Linked DNA regions of Gossypium hirsutum: region 1 is linked to region 2. The links are chromatin contacts, called in public Hi-C maps. All regions are on one chromosome and are shown on one strand. The core of a region is the stretch at or near the end of the contact, and the rest is flanking DNA. Distances in the headings are between cores, read along the strand shown. Region 1 holds the start of LOC107887734 (E3 ubiquitin-protein ligase ATL6). Region 2 holds the start of LOC107887804 (phosphoglycerate mutase-like protein AT74).

The links. Hi-C and Micro-C count contacts between places; a contact is called where the count stands out from the background.
Region 1: a Hi-C map of leaf shows a contact between it and region 2, with 1.6 times the contacts expected there. The contact joins the promoter of LOC107887734 here to the promoter of LOC107887804 in region 2. A contact is called at or near these places in 6 of 34 Hi-C or Micro-C datasets (hypocotyl, leaf, petal and 1 more).

What each region holds. Positions count from the first base shown.
Region 1 is chrA11:111,534,214-111,538,914 of Gossypium_hirsutum_v2.1, reverse strand. LOC107887734 (E3 ubiquitin-protein ligase ATL6) reads right to left here and starts at 2,870. Exons shown (of 1, transcript XM_016811969.2): 1 at 1,291-2,870. The coding sequence starts at 2,806. The coding sequence ends at 1,424.
Region 2 is chrA11:111,353,950-111,358,417 of Gossypium_hirsutum_v2.1, reverse strand. LOC107887804 (phosphoglycerate mutase-like protein AT74) reads right to left here and starts at 2,232. Exons shown (of 2, transcript XM_016812032.2): 1 at 1,489-2,232; 2 at 1-531. The coding sequence starts at 1,966. The coding sequence ends at 137.

The DNA.
Region 1 (4,701 bases), core at 1,621-4,120, 180 kb before region 2:
CACTTTTTTTGCCTCAGATAATATTTTAGTCACTTATGTTTGAAATGTTACATTTTAGTCACTTACGTTATCGTTTTGTTACGAAGTGGTCACTCTACCGTTAAGCTCTATTACCTCCCTAATGGTGATCCTATATGGCAGTCCAAATGGGTTCTAAATGCCAACTTGGATGTCTTACGGGGCAATTCAAATTAAATTTATTTAATTAAAAACCTATTTCCATCCCAGCGATTGGACATCCAAGTTGGCATTTAAAATTCATTTGTATTGCTACGTAGGTAACAGAGTTTAATGGTAGAGCGACCACTTTGTAAGTGACGAAAATGTAACATTTTAAACATAAGTGACTAAAATATAATCTGAAGCAAATAAAAGTGACTATTATTATAGTTTATCCCTATTTTTATGATGTTATCAATTAATTCAAATAGTTAACACTGCTCAAAATTTTTTTTAAAAATATTGGTGTGGATTTTTTTTAAATAACTCTATTAAGAAAAAAATCCATATCGGGATCATAAGTTGGAAAGCATATTTTTAAGAAAAAAAAGTATTTGAATATTTAAAAGTGTTAATTATAAGTAACTAACTATAAAAGGATTAAATCCATAATTTTACCTGAGTTTTTTCATAGTCAGTCAAATTTTCTAGAAGTTGACTTTTTGTTGTTAAATTAAATTAAATTAATCGGTAATTTCAGGTTTTTTCCTATTCAGCTCCAATTTTGCATTCATATTTTGACTCAATTGCTTTTACCCAACGTATTAATTAATGGTGATAAAAAGGGGACATCCTTTGAACACTGCATTTAAGGTTAGATATGCTATTAATTAATTTCATAAAGAAAAGAGTAAATTACACAATGGTCACTAAACTTTCATAAATTTTCACTTTTTGCACTGAAAAAGAAGTTTGTAATAAGGGCACTATGATTAAGAAATGTTTTCATTTTGAGAAAAATAATTTATTGTACATTCATTTGAGTCACCTGACTTTAATAATTTTTCATTTAGATCATATTTTTCTTTAAGAATTAACTTTTTTTTTAAAAAAAATCTGTTTTTTTTTGAAATGCAGAAATGAATAAATTTTTATTTCAATAAAAATCCAGATAATTTATATATTTACCTAAAAGTTTAAGGCTTTGATTAGATTCTAATATAAAATCATATTTTTTATTAAGAAAATAAGGTAAATAAATAAAATATAAATTTAGAAACCTCATCTTCCTAATGACTTGGTCTACCATATTTGTGATTTTTAATGTTTTATATGCCCTAGAAAACCAAATTAAAATCAATAAACCAAAATTTGATTAATAATAAAGAAATCATTTGCATAGACAATGTACATATCTACACAAAGCACGTGGCTTTTAAGTTATAATATAGCAATTGATAAATTATTAAGATAAATAAACCCTTTAAACCGGAGGACGGCTTGAGTTAGCCATTGCTCCAACCGGCAAATTACTTGAGGTCCCTTCACCATCATGCGCAGCGACTTTTAGTGATTTCACGGAAGATGCTCTATTAAAAAAAGGTGGCGTCATACTAAAAACCCACCTGTCCGATTTGGCACCACGGTCCAGTTTCCCTCTATTACTCCCTCCATCTTCTGATGCTCGGTACCCTCGGCGTGAACTCCTTTCCCTGGGCAACACTAAGCTTGTCGCCCGATTCAACTTTCGGTTCATTAATTGTTTCCGAACATCAACTGGTAATCGTAAAGTGAATCGATCTGTATTCTCCCCCGGTTGGACCAAAGAATGTCCGGTCGAGTGAGATCGCAAGAAAGAAAGTTTACGTGGACGGCCAGATCTTGATCCACGTGTACGGTTCCTATTTAAAGTTACATTCAAATTATTCACTTCAACCTCCGAAGCCACTTGAGCCTCTACCTGACAATTAACAGCGTTGTTATTTATGCTCCTTTCTTCTTCCGGTTCTGAGTTACTGCCATTGTTCTGAGCCTCAAGGTCTAACTCGACGGCAGTGTTATTTAATGCAGTGAGTTGACTCACGGGGTCACCTGGTTGAGGAACGAGATTGGCTCTACAAACGGGGCAAGTGGTATGAGAAGCTAACCAAGCGTCGATACATTCAGGGTGGAAAACATGGTCGCATTTGGGTATCAAACGCAGCGTTTCGTCGTCTTCGAATTCGTTCAAGCAAACCGCGCACTCCAAAGCTCCCTTGCCGATCTTATGACCCTTAACTTCGGAGTAAACCATGATAGGGAAAGTTTCGATCACCGACGCGTCCAGCCCACGCGTGCCGCGCAATGAACGCCCGGCGACGGGGCGGATGCTCTGTCTGTTGGTGTACACGTCGGAACAATTCCGAATATAAATGGCGAAAAGACCCACGAAGAACAAAGCGGCGATCAAAACGACGATGATTACGGCCATGGAAGGGCTGAAACGAGCGTAATTTTCTTCGTCTTGGTTGAAGTTCTGTGCGAAGGACGGCGGCGGGGAGAGGAGCAGGAAGAGCAAGAAGAAAAGCGAGAAGACTCCATGGTGGGTGGTGTACGACATGGTGAGGAAAGGAGCATTGGAGAGGGATGAGAGAGTGAGAGAAAAACAAGGCAGTGGGGTTTTAAATGAGAGGAAGAAGAAGAAGAAAAAGGGGTGGGTCCAATTCCAAATATGGAGTTGATTTCTACGGTGTTTCATTGAGGGCAGCCACAATGGAAGGGATGGCTGAGTCATTTGTTTGACGATGGAGGAAGCTTCCCAAGTAAAAGTAGACTTTTGCGATTTTCTTTTTTCAATAAAAATCCAGATAATTTTTTTTTTTACCATTTATTTTGAGTTGTTTTTAGTCGGTTCAAACTTCAAAGGCATCATGGCATTGGTTTCCAGTTAGATTCTAAGGAAGGCCGCAAGAAATTGCTGGGGTTAGGCCTTTTTTTTATAAAGCAAATTTGTGATTCTTTCGAATCTGATTTTAAAAAGAAAAAAAGTAAAAATAATCATGCAAGCAGATTTAAAAAGTTTCAAGGTAAGTCCAAATTAATGATTCTAAATATAAAGATTACCTTCCTTCTTCAAATCTAAAATTGAAAAAATTTTATTCATGAAAACAATCAACCTTTTTACTAAAGTTTTAATATAAAAATAAACTTATAGACATCTTATTTTCAGTATCATGCTACATGTACATGGATTAGATTATTTAATTTAAAAGTTCGCTTAAAAAATAAGAGAATTTAAGTAAAAATATAAGCTTGAACCGGTCATAACTCGGGCAAACTTTTTTTAGACCGTCTAAACTCGAATATTTTAAGCAAATCCAAATGGCTTACAAGAAAATTCAGAGTATAGATTGAAAAAGCAAGCCATAAGCTGAGGTTTTATACATTGAACAAGTCAAGTCACCCAACATTTTGATTTGACTGAAAAAATAAATATTTTCTTTTTCTTCTTTTCTTTTCACATTTTAATAAATTTATTTATTATCAAAATTCACATGAATTGAATGTTTTCAATTTCTCATTCTTTTTTCTAAAAAATTAGTGTATATAATCTAATAAAAAATGGTTTGTCATTTCAACTTATTACACAATTTTCCTTATCCATATAATATAAAATAAAATCTACTGACACAAGATTGAAATTTTGAAACTTTATAAACATACAAAGAATAAATTTCAACAAATTGAAATAGAGAAATTAAATATGTAAGATCCAAGAAAAATGGTATAATTTCAACCGTAAAATAAATGTCAATATTGGTATTCATTATTATTCAGCCACTATTCGATTATTTGTTTGAGTCTTGATTCGTACATTATGTTGTTCGTACTTTGAGTTTGCATGTGAGGTATTCACATATCTTTCTATAGACAATAGGATGTGGGTTTGCACTACCATGTAGGTAAACTTATATTGTGCGAACCCATATCTAGAAAACACGTGTTAACCCTAGAGTAGAGTACGTGACGGCATACATGAGAACCTACTTACGAAATCACATTTATGAACAATAACTATATCATATAAATACATGATTTAATCTCTTTCGAAAGACACACACTCTGAAATACTCAACAAATATAAAAAATAATATTTAAAAGTTCTAATCTATTTAAAATAATAAAATAATCTTTAGAGTTCAACCTAAACAAATAAATTATTCCATTAGAATATGAAGCAATTCATAAAATATGTTAAATCATGTAATTTTTTTCAATTTAGCATTTGAAATTTCAATTTTCATATATGTTCTAAATTCTTAATAATATATATTACTACAAGTCAAGCAATCTAGAGAAAGTTATAGTGTTTTGTATATAGGTGAATGCACCTATAAATTCACTCTAGGTATTAGATTAAAGGGTAAAATATAAAAATAGTTATTTTTGTTTGTTTCAGATTACATTTTAGTCATTTATGTTTGAAATATAATGTTTTAGTCATTTACATTATCGTTTTGTTACGAAGTGATCACTCTGTAGTTAAGCGCCATTATCTCCTTAATGGCAATCCTACGAGGCAATCCAAATGTGTTTTAAATGCCAACTTGAATATTTAATTGAGACGAGAATAGTTTTTTTAATTAAATAAATTTAATTCATTACACCTTGAACTGGAAAAGAAAAATCGTTCGTCTTATTTTTCTTTTAGTTTTCTTTTCCATTAGTTGGATATCTAAGTTGACATTTATAACTTATTTGGATTGCCATGTAGAATTGCTG
Region 2 (4,468 bases), core at 983-3,482:
TGAATTAAAAACAAATAAACAAAGGGCATTTGTTACATCCATCTACATGAATGAACTTTCCAATGAGGGCCTCATATGGCACAACTTTTGCACCCTAAGAATCACTTTCCAAACCAATTTTTTTGAGGAATGAATATCAACTTCTTTCAACATCATCTTCTGAGTCTGATTCATTGTCAAAAAATGACCTAAGATACCAAGTACAATGATCATTCCAGTCAGCTTTGTTGCCATCGATTCGCCATTTCTGGTCTTTTATCATTTCCGGAGAGAGTCCCCATTCCAGCAGTTCTTCATCCGAATGATTTATTGCTAAGCTATATTCACCGCCATGTCCCAACTCCATAACTCGAATCTCACAATTCCCGAGATTATTTAAGCGCTCGAATTGTTCAACCGTCCATTTGAACCACTTCATTAGGAACACCCGTGAGGCTAGACCGTGTGAGATTATTATGAGATTCAAGTCCTGAGAAGAATCGCTATGAAGCCTATTCAAGTCTATGTCTCTCCAGAGAGATTCAAGAAAACCTGCAAAAATCAACGATTTATCTTCGATTTAGCATCCACTGATCCAAACTACATATCAAAAGCATTTAATTATTTGGATTCATTCTCTAAGATTAAAGAACAAAGTAAGATTATATATCAAACCACAGACTTGAGATCTCTTACCAACATCACTTGAAAGAATAGAATCATGTCTAGCTCAATCCTACTTCTAACTTGAAGACTTTCAAAACCAGTGAACAATGAGCATACACAATTATGGTTAACTCGCTCAAAAATGGATGACATGGCAAATCAAGCACTCAAAAACCATTTTAGTGAATAATTCCCGAGAAGTTGCTCTCGATACTCATCCGCAGCTATCATAAGAAGAATTAAAACCACTCATCAAGTAAAATTATCTAATATTTTTGCATGTCCTGCTACCAGACCATTACCCAAATAGAAACATTTTGGGGACCGAACCAATTTCCTAGCATTTCAAAGACATCATTTTGTTGCAGAGTTTAAAATATACACATATGAAAGAGATCTATGCTCATACATAGTTAAGGAAGCAATGAAAGACATGCTTGTATAAACAGCTTAACAGTCCCTTAATATTACTTCTCTTTTACCATTAACACAACAGAACCCAATTTTCATTTAGAAGTTCATAGCTATCAGATTTGCAAAGCAAGCCATTGCCAATTAGTACCATTTCCAGAAGCATTTCTTTCCAACAATAACAAGAATAAAATATAGATTGATTTTAACAGTCCCTTAATATTTTTGTTTTTCTTATTGCTTTCTCAATCAGTGAAGAATACTAAACTACTTTAAATTAACACTTACACTTTTTCTTTTTCTTAAATGACCATGAACTGATAAAAAACCATTCGATTCTCCATCCACAAATGACCAGTTTTCTTCATAGAAGCTTAATGCCCTAAGAAAAATTTACAAAAAAAAACCACTCCAGAATGAAGAAGAACTTACTTGAAACACGATCAAAAACATCAGCGGCGGATTCACCTTCAGGGAACCTATAAAAAAACCTCCCAAACCTTTCCCTCGTCTCCTTGATAATTTTCATCCTTTCCTCAACCTGGAAATTCCCAAAGTCCTGTTCTCTAATCCTACACTCTTCCCTTACGCCAATCACCCTTTTCTTTGAAAACGATTTCCCAATCTCCCGTAACGTCGATCGGGTGCGCTCATACGGAGAGACATAGAAGTAGACCCGCCAATCGGGACAATGCCCATGGCTGGAAACAAGGTCCCGAAGGTGGGAACCAGCCAAGCAGGCTTGGGCACGGCCTTCTTCGGTCAAGGAGATCTTGTAGTCGGGGGTTGTGGAGTAGGCCGAGGTGTCTAAATTGCCTTCGGACTCACCATGTCGGACTAGGATTATACGTTTGGGTAACAGCCTGGTTTTGCAGGATTGGTGGTTGTTTTTATGGTTGTTCTCTTCCATTCTTGTCTTCAATGAGGGGAAATAAATGGGTTATTGATAAGCAAAAAAATGGTTATTGTATTGAAAATGGAAATGTAGGATGTTGAATTTCTGCAGTTTGAAAGATTTGATTTTTCTCCTATTTATAAAGCTTTGCTTGGTAGCCTGTTGAAGGGTTTCTTTTAATTTCTTCAGGCATTGTTTACACGATTCAATGGGATAAGATTCCATTTGTCTTTCCTGCGTTTTCTTTCAGAGTTTTCAACGGTCTTAATTTCTGCATTTATTTTTTTAGTATTTGATTTTTGGATTCTTTCATATTAAAATAATTCAAATCCAACTCATTTTATGAACATTGTCTCTTTTGCCCTTTTTAGAGATCTGGCTTTTTCATTTTATAATTAATTTTAGAGTAAACTCTTAAAATAGTCATTTTTATTTTCTTCAACTTATATTTTAATTATTTATGTTTGAAATATTACATTTTAGTAAGTGTTATAATATTTTAGTCACTAAGTCCTTAATTTTCGTTAACAGTGAAACAGTAAGCTGTTGTGGCATGTTAAATCATCATTTTAAACAAAAATTTTAGGTTAATTATTCAATTGGTCTCTATATTTTCTCATTTTGAGCAATTGCAGTTTTTTCTTTTATGTTCTTTTAACTTTTTTTTTCTTTATTTTTCATTCTCTTCTGCTTCTTCTCTATTTTCTTTCCTTCTCCATCTCTTTTAATTTAAAGAAAAAAATTAAATTGTTCAAAATAAAAAAAAATATAAAGACCAATTGTGTGATTTAACCTAAAATTTTCATTTAAAATGATGATTTATCGTGTCACATCAGCTTACTATTATACCGTTAACGATAATTAATTCTCAGTGACTAAAATGTTACAACATGATAATGTAAGTGACTAAAACATAATATTTCTAACATAAGTGACTAAAATATAATTTAAGACAAATAAAAATACCTATTTTGACAGTTTACCCTTAATTATATAATTACAGTGGGGATTTCATTTTTAGGATGAAATAAGTCAAAAATGACGGTGGGATTCATTTTTAGGATGAAATAGAACACGGTGAGGTTATGTGGCGACAACTGTGTCAAAGGAAATGCATTATCGGGTGCGGGTGCGGGTGCGAGTGCGGGATACTATAATGTTTAAAATGTCAAAGCTGTTGTTCATCCTTTTTGACTGTCGATGGCTGTCTGCGCCAATTTTCAGACTGGAATAGAGTCTTGTTGCTTCAACCATGTTTACATTTTTTATTTTCATTTTTTAATCATTTAAGAGAGTTTGTTTTACCCTTAAAAAAAATTCAAGGCAATTGATGATGAATCGTGTCACTCATTTAGACTCAAAGGTTTACTCGAAAAGTAGAATAGTTTGTGTAAAAAATAGTTTCGAAAAATAGAATTAGACAAAGAATAAGACCCGTTTTTTAATAGGGTCAGGCCTCGAGTAGGTTTTTTTGCTCGGGCTTGGTCTATTTTGACCTAGCCCAAATAAGATGTTTTGTTGTCATTTTGTTGATGTTTTGATATTATATTATCACTATTTTATTGTTATTGTTTAAGTATTGTGTAACTATTGTTTTATTTTAAATTTTGCTACTATTTTAGAGACATTTGCTTGCTAAGTTGCAACTATTTTACTGTTAGTTAAATATAAAAAAAATTAAATGTATTTTCAATTTGTTAGGAAATATTTATTTTAATGTTTTTTTATGTGTTTGATGTATTATATTTTTTAAATTTATTTTCATATAAAAAATAATCTAAAAGATTAATACGAGTAAGATAGGTCGGACTCGAGTTTAATATTTTTAATTTGAGTTGAGCTTAAGTATAATTTTAAAACCATTTTTCAGACTAAGCCAAGCTCAAACCTAAAATTTTGCATTAACTCGACTCCACCTATAATCAAGTTTATTAACAACTAGTATCTTAAAATGGGTTACAGTGATGGGCTTGTTGTTTGGGCTAAATAAATAGCCTACAGGAAAAAAATTTGGTACCTTATGTTACAAGACCTTAGGGTGATAATCAGTTTGAGGAGTTGGACACTAGTAAGCATTTTATCCATCTCCTCTGTTAAAATAGATGTCGATAATGGTAATAGAATAATCGCAAAAATAAAGAAAAATAAGAATAAACAGATTTTACGTGGAAACCCTTTCGGGAAAAAACCAAGGGCAGCGCAGAAGAAATTCACTAATGTTGAAAAACGAATGATCCAATAGGAGTTTTGACTACATTTATTTAAAAGTTGAAAAACCTTATTTCAATCAATGTCAAATAGAAGAAGTGTAGTTCTTTACGGATTCTACTTGTGCAGCATGGTCCATACTGTGAGGGCCAGATTCTACATAGATCCCTTTGTTTTACCACATATTTCTTTAATAAGGATTTGGGTCATACAACTTTAACAATCTCTACATTGACACGAATTCTCAATGAACAAGTTCTCCACCTCCTCCACAAAACCTTTAAAGGGGTATTCTTCAACAATGAACAC